Regions from separate parts of the Anas platyrhynchos genome. Here region 2 is linked to region 1. The links are chromatin contacts, called in public Hi-C maps. All regions are on one chromosome and are shown on one strand. The core of a region is the stretch at or near the end of the contact, and the rest is flanking DNA. Distances in the headings are between cores, read along the strand shown.

Region 1 (7,429 bases), core at 3,040-5,539:
GGTGTGATGCAGTTCTCTCCCATAGCCTCATTGGAGGAAAAAGAAAAAAGAAATCATAGCAAAAGCAATGTCTGAACAAAGAAAACGTTTAAAGGCTTGGATGGGGAAGGATGGTGGTGTTCTGCCTGAGCAGGAATCACTGTGGTGGAATGAAATCTTGCCTCACTGAAGCTTATACAATTTTTTCCAGTGAATTTGTTAATGCCAAGATTTTTCTGTTTGTAATTTAGGAAAGGGGTTGCTGAAACTTCAGCATGATAAAGGTTGCTGGAAGATACCTCTTGCATAGGAGGATGCCCTGAATTATGGGGCAAGCATAAGGAAAAGCATTTCAGGAAAATATGTTTTGGAGCAGTAGTTGCCGGAAATGTTTTTGCCTTTTGGTTTGTGCATGAATATTGCAGAGAAATAGAAAAAGAACTTTTGAGTAGACTTTCACAAGCATTTCAGTTGTGTAATGTGCCAGGCACATTGGATTGACTGATTGTAAAACAATCTGCAATCTCATTTTTGTAAAACGGAACCTATGATGATCAGCTCTGCTTCATTCCCACATTACTTGCAGATGTCAGCTCAGAACTGCTTAAATCCAACATTTTGTTTCATGATTCACTGTGTTACTATTAGGATACTGGCCACCCTGAATAAATATTTGAATTATCAAAGCAGGATTATGAAGGAGTTTAATCAGTATCATTTGCCGCTTCAGTATTTGCTGTGTAGATGGTTATAATTTGAAGTTTATATAGATGCCATAGTTCATTCTTCACAGCTGACATTTTTTTTAGTTGTCCTCATAATTAGCATAAACCTTTGTTCGAAACATGAATTTTTAGAGTAATGTTTTGTGTTCTCTCACAGATGTGGCTGCGCTGGCATGTGGCCGTGAGTTCCTGGTTACTTCAAGTCGTGAATTGTTGGACACAATGGTGCACCTCCTGGGAGACATGAAGCCTGGACTCTGTACCAAATTCAAAGTGTATGGTGACTTTTTTTTTTTTTTCAAATGAAATCCATTACCTTACAGTGCAGATCACAGTGATTACAGGAGTCTTCCCACTCTTTCATTATTCCCTTTCATGGAGATCACAGAATCACAGAATGGGTTGGTTTGGAAGGGACCTTAAAGACCACCTGGATCCACCTCCCTGCCATGGGCAGGGACACCTCCCCCCAGCCCAGGCTGCCCAAAGCCCCATCCAGCCTGGCCTTGAGCACCTCCAGGGATGGGGCACCCACAGCTTCTCTGGGCAGCCTGTGCCAGCGCCTCACCACCCTCTGAGTAAAGAATTTCTTCCTACTATTTAAATCTGGTGGTGACATGAGAAATAATGGTTGGAAAACTGTTTTCACAGCAGCATTCTTTGCATATGCACTAGGCTTGGCTGCAATGCTGGCTTCAACCAGGGTGTGTGTCCCTTTGAAAGTCTCTTAAGCACTGTAATATTGTAGGGATGAGCAGGGATATGCTCCTCTGGCTTACAAGGGGCTCATGTTTTGATAAGGAAGGTGTGAGGTCAAGCTTTAAATAATAACAGTGGGAAATGTGGACTCATATTTGTTCCTTTCCAATGTGAAGAAGACTGTAAAATTCTACATCTGCTTAGTGAAAAAATGTGGTTTGCTAAAAGCAAAAATTAGATTACTTTATCCTACTTTAATAGCCAGAAGCACCATGCACTTACATTTCTAAAAGGTGCTGCCTGTAAAGAGACCTTGTGATGCCAAGTTGTAAAGAAAAGACCTTAAGGCCATGTTACACTATTCAGACACTGGAAAAGTTGTACTTACCAGGTGGTGGAGGAATGAAATAAACTGTTGGCTTTTCCTTTTTTCTCAGAGCTATTAAAAGCTGAGGATATGTGGCTTCAAATTTTAAGCATATGTTGCATTAGCTTGAATTCAGTGCTATGATAATGTTATCCAGTGTTTCACAAAGATAGAAATGTGGTGTTTTTTTCCCCTCTTACTCTGAACTTGCCATTTGATTAAAAAGCAAGCAATCCCAAAACAATGCTGTATTGTGACATTACAGCAAATGCCAGAAATGAGATTTCTTCATGGCCTTGTCATGGAATGAAGGATCCTAATTTGCTCAAATGTTTTAGCACAAAATGTTTCCCTGTGTTTGTCTTTACATCTGTGGTCAGGTTTCCTTTTTGTCTGTAAGCTCCCTATGTGTCTTGTTGGTGTTCAGTTCCTAAAACTCATTACTAACACTTACCTCTCCATTAGTCTTTCTGGAGATTTTCCACTCTCCCAGCTCAGCAAAGAAGGTTATTTTGGGGGGGTTGTTTGTTTGTTTTTAAGTTGTTCACTGCACGTGAGCTTTTTGGCTGCATGTTGATTCTAAATAACATTTTCCTAAGCAGACATGCCAGAAGAACTCTCTGCCATAAGGAACATAAGGTAGTTCAAAATGAAAGACAATCACAGGATAAAGATATGATAGTTAACAGAAATTATAGTGAAATTTAAGAGTTATATATAGACAGAGTCATCATGAATTACGTTTATATACACCCATACACACTCATATATACATACAGACAGACAGATTTTCTCAGCTATATCTCATAGATGGAAATGTCCATTATTGTGGAAAGGCAATGTGTTTCTCTTAAAACATCACCGTGGTGTTACATGGAAGGAAAACAACAACTTAAAATGTAAGCAATAAGAGAGAAAAATTGGCTTCATATTTTCAAGGATGTGTTTGTTCTTTGCTCAGTTTTCTTGTTTTAAAAATCTTTGTTAGCTTATATTTTAAAAAATATTTTTCTTTTCTGTGTGACAAATCAGGGGAAACTGAGTTAATTCTACACAGCAGTATCAAACGCAAAGTAAACTGAAAAAGAATTCTCTTTTAGTTCTAGCAATCATGTTTTACTTGTAACAGCATATAAATAAAACATTTACAGAGAATAACTCATTTATTCCAGCACTGCTACAATATCCATTCTAGTCTATGAGCATGTAATAGGTATAACCAAGACATCTACATGAGTGCTAGGGCTGAAATCTCATGGTTTCTTTGCCTTTCTGAAACAGTGGTGTTGAAAGATTATAGATTTTCTTTTCATTAGTATATGCTTTGTTCAACATTTTTAATTATTAGGCAATCAATAACATTTACACAATTGTTTATATTGAATTGTTAAGAATCTTCAACTTTGCTTATGTGGTAATTGAAAGCAGACAGTGAAAAGATTTGGTTGTATATACTAATCCCATGTATTATCAGTGAAAGAGAAAAGAGAAGGGACTTTAGCTGTGCTTTTAGTTCTAGATTTTAAAGAAAGCATTGACAGATACAGTAGTACATGACGTTAATTAAGTTTAGCCTTGCCTAAGTGTGAAGACTACAAAGTACGTAACTAAAAAAAACCTTTAATGTTAACAAAAACCAGAAAGTATTGTTTATAAAGTAATTCTGTGCATCAGGTTTCCTTCAATAAGAATACGGATTTCGAAAAATACTTGTTGGAATGTGCAAGAGGTGAGGCTGGTTTGAAGTATCTGCAAAAGTTTCTACATTGTGCCCACGTGAGCATGTTTAATTAGTAATAATATGCTGCTACTTCTGGGCTAGCCATTTAACATTGGCTTCTGGTGTGGGTTAAGTCTTCTGCCACTCCAAACAGCAGCACTTTCCTGGATCACCACCACTACGCTGTCTCTTTCGTCTGCACAAAGCAAACAAGTAAGAGAAAAATACAGGCATAGCATCTTTTTATGTCACATTATTTCTAACTACAAATGTCAAACAGGTTAATGATGAAAGACATTGCCAAGAGATGTTACCACTTTCCTTTATAAGGTATTGTCTTTTTGATCCCTTTCATTCTGGCTAATTATATGTAATTACGACCGCTGTCCTTTGTCAGGGCTTGGATTCTCGAACCCAGCAGGAGCTGCAGGGGCCGTATGAAAAGCAACACATGGGCTTTACAAGCTGAAAATTCAGCTCCACAGCACCCTGCACTGCTTGTTGGTGGCCCCTGATGGAGCAGATTTAATTATCTACTATTCCTTCTTCTAACTACTTAAGAGCCTAGGTGATCAAACTGGTAATAGTGCAGCACATAATATAACTCACACCTCTTCCACTGCTGCCTGAACTGACTCGTGTTGCTTTCCATTCCTGCTGTCTGACAGTACTTTCAGTAATGTTGGTGGTGGCATAGTAACTTCAGGCATGGCCGCTTGTTTGAGTACAGGAGGTGAGGTGTGAAGTCCATGAGGAACAACATTATTTCCCTCTTGCTTGGAAATGGTGACAGTACAGGGGCAGGCAGGTTTATCGCAGCCAGGAGAGATAACAACAGCCAAGCTGGCCCCAGAACAGAGCAGCAAGTTCCAACCCATTCCTGTTTCTCCGCTATTGTTTTGTCTGCAACCCAGCAGCGCGCTGTGGGTGGGTATGATGACATGTTCCGTAAATGTTGGAGGAGCTGGGCTCATTCCTCTTCCCTTTCCGTTGTCCAGAAAACTGACTTGCACACTGTCATCTTTGGAAAATAAATAGAGATTCACAACAACATCAACCGTAGCAAATCATAAAATGCACTAATATCCTGTCTTCCCAGCTACTGCACAGCTGCACAGATGTTCTGCGTAAAGGGCAGAGCAGGAGAATATTGCTGGAAGGATGGATGAAAGCAGAAGCTGCAGGAGCAGGCTTAATACCAGCAAAATCCTCTGCATTAACAGTTGTTCTGGGTAGCACTGGAAAGCTGAGGCTGAGGTGGCACCTGCAGTCAACCCCGCTTTTCTTAATGGTTTTCAGATTCTTCAAGTTAGTGACCGTGCTGAAGCTTTTCTTGCTTGTGATAACTGCAGTGGAAGCCTCCTCGGGAGAAGCTGGTGGGGTTGGCAGGCTGGAGCAATCCTTTTCACACGCGGCGCCTTCTCCAACAAATCTGGTTTCGCCTCTGTAGGAAAATTGGGACTTTGGCTTAATTTATAACCTGTTTGGTATGCAGCCCTAAAAATGACTAATGAACTTCCTTATTTAGGGGGCTGGTAAATTAGGAAACGCAGTTTCTGGAAGCTTTTCAGAATGTGGTTAAAATTACTGTAGACTTGCTATGTGTATTTTTATTGTGTGGTTTGCACACTGATGTGCAGCGCAACTGTCAAGAACGGCGGTCTTGGTTTCTGTTTGTCAGAGGTGTCATGTTAGATCTTTTTCAGTTCCCAAGTAAGTAAATGCTTTCTAGCTGCCAAACCGACGACTTCCCGTGTTACCTAGAAGGCAGGATATTGGTTCTGTCCTCTGCATCAATATGTGATGAGTGTAAATAGCAAAAGACGCAAAGAAATCAAAGAACGTCACTTCTTTTCCCTTTCCATTTCAGGCTAATGCTGATGTCACTTTACAACGTGAGCATCAACTTGAAAGGCTTGAAGTACATCAGTGAAAGTCCAGGTTTTATTCCCTTGCTGTGGTGGCTGTTGAACGGTAAGATGTTCTGAGAACCTTGCAGATTGTGACTTTGGGAACTGTGGTTTGGGAATAGGTATTGCAAATACCAAAATAGAAATTTTTATGTGTAACCTGATATATGTAAAGCTTTTTTCGGATTAAAAGTAAACAAAAAGGTCAAATAGCAGGAGATGTTCATTTCCCACCACATTTTTGGTGCTGTGTGTAATAACTCCATTAATACAAAATTTATGGGTGGTAGTATTACAAATAGGAAACGGTGAAATTTTGTGAAGTGCTTTCAAAAAAGCCACCTGTGTTTTCATGTGCCAACTTGAGAATAAAACCTGAGTGAAACTATTTATCACTAATATTTAACAAAAGAAAATGTGACTGTGTTCTGAGACATTTGGGGGAAATAAGCCAATCTCCGGAGCTACGCTCAGCCTGTGACAGAAGTGACCCCTTCCTCAGCTGAAGGCTGGCATTTTGCTCTAATAGGATTTGAGCTTGCCCGGCTTGAGTACTATTCCCAGCTTTGCCTTTGGTCAGTGCAGGACTTCAAGGACTTCTGTTGCCACTGTCAGCTACAAGACTGACATCAAGGCTCTGCTCTTTCAGAGGCTCCAAATCCCTGCGTAGGAGCCAGCAGAGATTGACGTTGGTAGCATGCGTTGGAATTTGGCTGGCAGCTGCGTGCACAGCTTGTCAGGGACAGTAAGGACAGCAGTAAGGACAGAGTCGTGACATTGCCCTGCCTGTGAACTGCTCCCGGAGTTTGCCCCGTCTTGGGTTTCTGCAGTTTCTGTGGCTTGCCCATGAGAAGATTTCGGTGTGCAGTTCATAGGATCAGGGAGGTTAGTCCTCTCTACTGCTGTGCAATACAAGAAGTAAATACAAAAGGTAGCTGAAGTGGCAGAGGTGGCACCTGCTTTTTCGAGGCACTAATTTAATATCAAAGTTTTTGAAAAGCTTAGGCTTGGGCAGGTAATCTGGAAGCTGCTCGCAGTTCTCACAATTCCCTCAACTATTTTAAAGACAATGTAGGTGCTCACGTTTTTCACCTAACAACTTACTGCTTTGCACTGCCATAGGCTCACTCTTCTGTGACCTCAGAAATTTTAGTAATCCTTGTAACACTTGAAAAGCACCTGTCTGTTTTATAGTTTTTAATGTAGTTTGAGAAAAATCATGTTCTCAGAGAGAACTGAGTATATCATCCTTTATCCTGCCGTACGTAGAAATTTAACATATGTTAGCTCAGATTTCCTTTCACTTGATGTTTGGCTAGTATATACGTAAGCTGTTGCTCTAGTAAAACAAACAACCAAACCAAAACCTGAAAAACCTTGTCTAAATGTGAGTTCCCAAATGTACCCTTCCAAATGTTGTGATAAGACAAGGAAGCTAATCTTGTTTGATGCAGTCTATTGTTTGAAGAAGGCTCCCAGGTCATATAACAGGATGAAACAGGGCACAGTTATAAATAATTTGCAGCTGTTAATGGCAATAAGAAATTGAAAAGCTACTCTATGTTTTGAAAGCCTTAATCACGTATGGCAGGGTGGTGGAAGGAAAAGATGGGCATGGCTAATTCCTTTACTTTTTGACAATAATTTTCTCCAGCTACAGCAAAGGAGTAAGATTCTCAGATACACTCCATCTGCTGGTTCAGATTTTTGACTTCAGAGGAAGTCTGCTTACTGTCAGGGGAGATGGCTGACCAGTTTGTATATCAGATGAGAGGTCAGATCCAAGACCCAGTCTTGTTCCCGTCACTCTTTGTGAGATCTCAATCCTTTTCTCTGCATTTAATCCATTTCTAAACTTTTCCAGTAGCTCCCTCCCACACGTGCTCCTCGGCTGTTTCCGTGGCCAGCATCTTCAGCTTCTGCTAGCCATGATTCAGCTTAGATACATCTGGAGTTGCTACAGCAGAAGGCCTCACAGTTTTTTCCATATAAAAGAGCAGAGCAATGCACTCTGCTGTCAGGGTATCCT
Region 2 (7,429 bases), core at 1,991-4,490, 75 kb after region 1:
CTTTGCCATCCTACCCTCGTTACGTACAAGCCGGCTCTGTAATTATCCCTCTGCTGACCATGGGTATTTTCCAGAAGTGACTCCTCACTCAAGATAACCAAAACACCAGAGGGCAGCAGAAGTGTTAGAGCAGGAATTGCAAAAGCATCGACCTTCCCAGAAAAGCACCCCTAGGACAGAGAAATGGCACCGTGTAAGAGGTTGATAATGCCTAAACGTTACTGATTCATAGTGAAAGTGGAAGAAAAGCAATGTAATCATGACACTACCAAAGCCGTGCAACGGTTACTTCTGAGCAGCACTGATGGAAGCTGTCATGACCCACATGTGTGAAAAATAGAAGAGAAATACTGACAGGCTGCTGAGAGTGATAGATACAGGAGGTCTTTAATTCTCAGTGAATCATACAATAGTGTGATGGCTCCTAAAAACTGTGTGCTCCCTCCTCTACTGAAGAAGCCATATGTATCCCACCCTCTGGACTAGGGAGTGCAGATCTGCATAAGCACCTTCTCCAGACAGCAACACTTGCCAGTTCTTCTTGCCTCTTCCATCTGATGCGGGTAATCAAAACCAGGATCGTGGATTGTAACCCTCTGGGGCTGTCTTACAATCTCCAGGCAGTCCCATGGCACAGGTGTCTGCCACTCCTTAGGGTGGAAAAATCATGAGATGTTAGACAGAGCACCAAATCCAGCTCACTTCTTCCCATTTAGGAAGAAAAAAAAAAAAAAAAAAAGAGTCCTTTAAAAATAAAAATGTTACCTTCCTAGCTGGGGCTGTCCGCCTTGCGTGTTCTTTCTAAAAAGCCTGGTTCTGTTTGCCATCCTAAAACACTTAATCAATTTGAAATGAAAACAGCAACTATAATTAAAGGGAGGAAAATCCCACCACAGCAGAGGAACCATTATTAAGGTAATTTTTTTCTTTATAACTCCTGGGGCACTGTTCACATGCAGTTGCTACTGTATATGCTGTTTGTGCGTCACCTCCTCTTCGTGGGCTCCACGGAGAATACATTGTTAGCTTAAAAATAACAATAATAATAATAATAAGCCAGCTTTTCATGCGAGTTATTCAAAGCACTGTGTAAGCGCTAATTGAACGTTGCGATAGCCAGGGAGGGCTGTATGCTATTACCCCCTTACACCAAATGGCAGGAGTCCCATGACCGGGGCCATATCGGTGCCTCTGTGCAAGCAGCACCCGTGCTCAGGCTCCTATTTATGACACACATCTTGTATATCACGTAATTTGATTTATATAGACCACATTTTTTCTCATCAGGTCCTCATAGTGTAAATCTTAAATAACAGTAATACAAAAAAAAAGCTAACAATGTTGGTTCTCCTCCCATAGGGGAGTCCACCTTGAGCCCTTCAGAAATTGCTCAAGGACCTTAAGGAGACCATCAGCTCCTGGTGAGAATAACCACATCAGTTGCTTTGCAAAGTTTGGCATGAAGCAGAGCCATATCCCTCCTGTGAAATTTGTATTTTTATTGTGAGGGGTGTGGCACGTCCAGTTGTAGTGGTGGTGGCTGCTGGATGGAAGGTAAGTGGCTGCTGTGTTAGTGATGGTGACAGTCCGAAAAGGACTTCAGACTAAGGCAAACAGCCTTCTGGCCGGGATCCTTATCACCGAGTAGAGTATTACTAGGCTGAAAAAAAAAAGTCTAGGCTGACTTTAACAGAGGGGAAGCTGAATAACAGATGCGCCAGGCATCATTCAAGCCGTATTTGGGAGTGATGGTGGACAGTCGGCTGAATATGAGCCAGCAGTGTGCTCAGGTGGCCAAGAAGGCCAACGGCATCCTGGCTTGTATCAGAAACAGTGTGACCAGCAGGGCTAGGGAGGTGATCGTCCCCCTGTACTCGGCTCTGGTGAGGCCGCACCTTGAGTACTGTGTTCAGTTTTGGGCCCCTCGCTACAAGAAGGACATCGAGGTGCTTGAGCGGGTCCAGAGAAGGGCGACGAAGCTGATGAGGGGCCTGGAGAACAAGTCCTACAAGGAGCGGCTGAGGGAGCTGGGCTTGTTCAGCCTGGAGAAGAGGAGGCTCAGGGGCGACCTTATCGCTCTTTACAGATACCTCAAAAGAGGCTGTAGCGAGGTGGGGGTTGGCCTGTTCTCCCACGTGCCTGGTGACAGGACGAGGGGTAATGGGCTAAAGTTGCGCCAGGGGAGTTTTAGGTTGGATGTTAGGAAGAACTTATTTACTGAAAGGGTTGTTAGGCACTGGAACGGGCTGCCCAGGGAGGTGGTGGAGTCACCATCCCTGGAAGTCTTTAAAAGCCGTTTAGATGTAGAGCTTAGGGATATGGTTTAGTGGGGACTGTTAGTGTTAGGTCAGAGGTTGGACTCGATGATCTTGAGGTCTCTTCCAACCTAGAAATTCTGTGTGATATTTTACAAGGCTTAGCTGGAACTTGAGACTGAGCGCGCAAACTGCGGTCACTGTGTGAAGAGTGAACTTGGTGTGAAGACTGAATTTGGTGTGAAGAGTGAAGTTTGTGTGAAGAGTTAAGTCCGTGCGAAGAGTGTATTTTGTGTGAAGACTGCGCTTTATGGAAGCTCTGCCACTTGACTTCGGGCAACGAGCCTCGTGAGGAGCCCCCCGGGCACATTCGGGACCCCCAATCAACCTGAGGGTGCCGAAGAAGGCGAGATCCCCCCCCTCAGCCACCTCAGCAGGTGCCAGCAGAAGGCAGGACCGGGGGGGCCGTTAACGGGCGCTTAACGGCGCCCAACGGCCGCGCGCCGGCAGGGGGCGACCCCGCCGCGAGATGGCGGGCGTCACGTGACAGCGGCGGGGCGGGGCGGGCCCGGAGACCCCCCCCTCCCTGACGTCACCGCCCCCCCGTCTCCATGGCGACGGCTCCATCAGCGCGCGCGTCAGCGCCGCCCGTTGCCTGGCAACGCCGCGCCGGCCCCGCTCCCCTCCAGCCCCGCGCCGGGCCGCGCGTGGCGCTGACGTCAAACGTGACGTCAATGGGGCCCGGCGCGGCTCCGGGCCGGTGGGCGGGGGGGGGGGGGGGGGGAGGAGGAGAGGAGGGGAAGGGAGGGGCGGGGGGAGGAGAGGAGGGAGCACGCGGGATGCCCCCCCCCTCCCCTCCCTGCGCCGCCGCGCATGCGCGCTGCCTGCCCTGCCTCACACCCCAGGCGCGCGGCGGCAGAGCCGCGGGGAGCGCGCGCCAGGTACGGGCGCGGCAACGGCCGCCCGCCAACGGCCGCGCACCAACGGTCGCGGCTGTGAGGAGAACCCCGCCGCTACCGCCGCTGCCTCCTCTCTGCCTCTGTCAGCCGTGTGAGGGGCGCGGCGCGGCGCCCATGCTGCTGCCGTCCTGACCGTCGGCGGTGCCTTCGGCCGCCGGCCGCCTGAGCCATGGTGATCATGTCGGAGTACGCCGCCCTGCCCGCCGCCAAGCCAGCCCAGCAGCGGCCGCTGCGAGTCGGCTTCTACGACATCGAGAGGACGCTGGGGAAAGGCAACTTCGCCGTGGTGAAGCTGGCCCGGCACAGGGTGACCAAGACGCAGGTGAGTGCGGCTCGTGGGGAGCCCGGACGGGGCTTTCTTGACCAAAAAAAATCCACAAAATCAGATGGAAAGCCCGGCTGCAAGCTCCGTGCTGGCTCACCTCAGTACCAACAGCCTTGCACGGAGTTGGTGTAAAACTAAAGCGAGAACGCCTCGAAATTAACATCACCAACTACAGCTATCGCCTTCCCCACATCCCTCCTGCTGCTCCCAGAGCCCAACAGGCTGAGGAGCGCCAGAACTCCGCAGGCAGGTTTGATTCTTTCATTCAACGCGAACATTTGGAGAACAAAAAACTTGGAGTGTTCACCGAGAGCGTTTCCTAATGGGCATGCAGCTGTAGCTCCATGTGTGCTGCATGTCAAAGTCACACCGCTCGCTCGAGTAGGAAACAGCCTGTTACAGAACGCAGTTTTTCGCTAGCATGGGGTGGATTAAAAGATTTACCGAATCCTGCCCAGTGCTAGTTTCTGCGGTTCTGCTCACTACCTTACATGTAATCCTTTGAGGTAGAAAAGAAAAAAAAGAAAACACTCTGTCGTGAATCCAGAGCAGTTCAGAAAAATCAGGTTTGTCAGGACCGTACTTTAGAGGCAACTTTACATGGATTTTGTGAGTTTGTGTGTGGTTTTTCGTGTGGTGCTCTGTTGTGTTTTTTTGTTAGTTTGTTTGTTTTTTCTAGGAATACCTATTTTTTAATGCCTGGAGTTGTTTTATTTTCTTAATTCTTTAATCTGCAGGTTGCAATAAAAATAATAGACAAAACAAGGTTAGACCCAAGCAATCTGGAGAAGATTTATAGAGAAGTTCAGATAATGAAGCTTTTGAATCATCCCCACATTATCAAGCTATACCAGGTAAGAGGTCGGCTTTGAAGCACGGCATGCGAATGACATACGCGTGTCTCGCACATGATTTCATGTCAAATATTTGCGGAGAAAACACAAATTGAAATAGTTTATTTAAAGCACGTTCTTCAAAAACTGTTGTTGTTGTTTGTTTTTTTGTTTTTGTTTTTTTTTTTCCTAAAAAGTCATTCATCATTCTTTGAACAAAATTCCAGTACGTTAGACAGCTTTTTGGCAAATTGATTAAAACAAAACAATTAAAACAGACTGGAATCCGTTTCTTGATCTGAAACAAACTATCTGAACTTCTACAGTTAACTTGCCGCCCTAACTCCTCTGCTTTTCCAGTGCAGAAGGTCAGAACTTCTTAAAATGCTTTTGATAAGAGGACGACTTAAACTCTTTCAGGACAGCAGAGTCGCAGGCGCAAAAGTTGGGCTTGCTGTAAGTGGAAGGGCTTTAAAATCACCAGCAAAAAAAAAAAAAAAAGCCTAGAAATGTTGATATCTTAAAATATGTCTGAAAATGACCTTTTTGGTTATTCCACTCCAGTTTGCTTAGTTTTAAAAATTAATTTAAAATATCCTTCCACTTGTAGAGTTTCACAATATGAATTTTGATTTAATTTCGTTCAGTTTCTGCACTGTTTGTTTTTTTAACAGTCGGAACAAATTAATGTGTTGTGCAGAAAACAGGATCACAGCTGTCTAGTGAGCAAGGACTGCTTTGCAAATTCTAAACGTTTGATCTAATTAGCGTTTGGTGTGAGTTCCTCTTAATCATCTTAAATAGTGCCGTGTGGATGGGAGAAGAAGATGAGGTATCCCAGTCCGTCTGGACCTGTCCAGAAGGGCAGGGGGGAGGAATAGCAAAAGAAGGGAAGCAGCAGGTCTGAAATGCCATGTGCAGTAGCACACACTATGACCAGTTGCGATCTTACCGTTGGGTTTGTTAGCTTAAAAAAAAAAAAAGTTAATTAACGTGTAAGGCTGAAAAGCCAGTAAGGCAGGTGCTTAGGCAAGGCATTACTTTTAAAGACCTTGACACACACGAAGTGCCTGATATTTATAGTATTAAACATCATAACAAAAATGATCCTGCGTTAACATCTGACGTCATTGTTGCCCATAGGGCAGTGTAGGATATACCGAAACATTCTAACAGTCCTGTTGATTTCATTTCAGTGGAATGATGTGGGTGAAAATACTAAATACTATTTTGAAGCTTTTAGAAAAGCAGGTTAAATTCCATCTAGTTGAACCACTTCACTTGATTGAGCAAGTGACGTTGGTAGTGCGCCGTAATTTCTTTTCAGCAGTTTTCTTTTCTTTGTTGTTGGAATCGATGCTTTACCTGTTTGGTGGAGACTGAGAAGCAGGGATGGAATTAGATGACATGCCGACGTAGGGTGTGTGTTCTTGTATTATTTCATCATTGTTTTAGTTTCAGCACGGCGTCTTAATTTCATCCAGCTGGCAACTTTCCCAGAACACTTTCCTTCATTTTTTTTAAACTGGGAACCTCTCTTCCTTTGCTCCTTGTTTGTTTATTTTCGTTTTGTGTCTGTGTGTACTTGTAGTGAGGGGAGGACGAGAGACTTCGAAAAAAAGTTACTTTTAGGAGGCTGGAAACTGCAGCCTTTGAAGTCGTATCGGCGCTTGTTTGATTGTTAACCTGTTGTGAGCCTCCTGCTTCCAAAACAAAATACCTGTTCCTTTTGTGTCCAATTCTAGGGAATTTTTTTTGTTTTGTTTTGTTTCTTTTTTTTTTGTTTGTTTTGTTTTGTTTTTAAACCTGAAAGGCAACATTGAAAGGATGTGGCATAGTAATTGAATATGGATTTGAAAACACTCAGCATTGTTTGTTTGTTTTTTCCCTCTGAAGACGTGTAAAATAACAAGTGTCAGAGGAAGTTGACACAAGATTGATAGGTGAGCGTTGAGCAATATATTGACAGCTGTTGATGTGCCTCAGGCAGTGCAGTTACACAAGCAGCTACCTATCTCCTCTTGCATGGGAGGCTTGCCACGTCCCCAGCCAACGCTCAATGGGAGTGGGGTGTCTGATATGAATGACTTCCTGATTTTCCAAGTTCTGGGTATCTCTTGTGATCTGAGTACCTGCTAGCCATGAAATAAAGATGACTTTAAGTGTCTTTGAATCCTCAAAATACGTCCAGTGAATTATAAAATTTTACATGCGTATTTTAACCAAATAAAGGAATTCAGGGAAGTGTACAGAAGTATGGAAATGCTCACCAGTTATCCTATGGAGATGAGGTGACACAGTAATGGTGAGAAGAACAATGGCACGGGAAGCTGTTGTACATCGTAGGCATGAACAATGAATTGTTATCTTTTTCATTACCAGTTTGCTAGGAGAGATCGTTGTGGTGCAAAATTAGATGTCTTTACTGCCAGCTGCTGCAGCAAATAGATAATTGAACCGATACGTCTGAGAATACATTTAGAGAAATGAAAGAAACTACAGAGGTCTGCATTTCTTTAAGCATGTCCTTTCTTGTGTCTCGACAGGTTATGGAGACAAAGGATATGCTTTACATTGTAACCGAGTTTGCAAAGAATGGAGAAATGTTTGGTAAGTCTTTAGATTTAGAAGTTGTGGCTTTGTTGCTGTCAGTCCTGTGTAATATATGTTTTGGCTACAAATCCAGGCTTGGTGTTGTCAGCTGTCAAAAAGCAAGTACAGCACATGGAATATTGCAAAAAGCTTCCTCCAGGTGCTTCTAAATTTTGTACATCTTTTTTGGTCTTGCAGATCATCTGACCTCCAACGGGCACTTGAGTGAAAGTGAAGCACGGAAGAAGTTCTGGCAGATTCTTTCGGCGGTGGAATATTGTCACAGCCACCACATCGTGCACAGAGATCTCAAAACAGAGAACCTTCTGCTAGATGCTAACATGAATATCAAGTTAGCAGGTAATATGAAATGCAGGCTTACTCTATAAACAGCGTTAAGCATGTAGTCAAACTGAGTCTCCCTAGCATGATCCAATAAATGTACTTATGGTAACTGAAAATATA

The links. A called contact is a pair of places that touch in the nucleus more often than the background predicts.
Region 2: a contact with region 1 is called in a Hi-C map of small yellow follicle, with 2.8 times the contacts expected there. The contact joins the promoter of SIK1 here to the enhancer-like site in region 1. A contact is called at or near these places in 4 of 8 Hi-C or Micro-C datasets (skeletal muscle, small yellow follicle and subcutaneous adipose tissue).

Annotation. Positions count from the first base shown.
Region 1 is chr1:125,079,387-125,086,815 of IASCAAS_PekinDuck_T2T, forward strand. It overlaps HSF2BP (heat shock transcription factor 2 binding protein), which reads left to right. Exons shown (of 10, transcript XR_005262366.2): 6 at 862-979; 7 at 5,361-5,464. Among named protein-coding and RNA genes, the nearest start is that of HSF2BP, 19 kb to the left of the region's middle. Within about 2 kb of position 4,290, at least 3 of the 8 cell types and tissues checked have an H3K27ac peak or open chromatin away from gene starts, as enhancers often do. A contact at or near this core is called in small yellow follicle, where this site is marked.
Region 2 is chr1:125,155,609-125,163,037 of IASCAAS_PekinDuck_T2T, forward strand. SIK1 (salt inducible kinase 1) reads left to right here and starts at 3,241. Exons shown (of 13, transcript XM_005026639.6): 1 at 3,241-3,536; 2 at 4,277-4,393; 3 at 6,919-6,982; 4 at 7,163-7,324. The coding sequence starts at 3,384. LOC106019295 (a long non-coding RNA gene) reads left to right here. Exons shown (of 3, transcript XR_001194003.5): 3 at 1-2,027.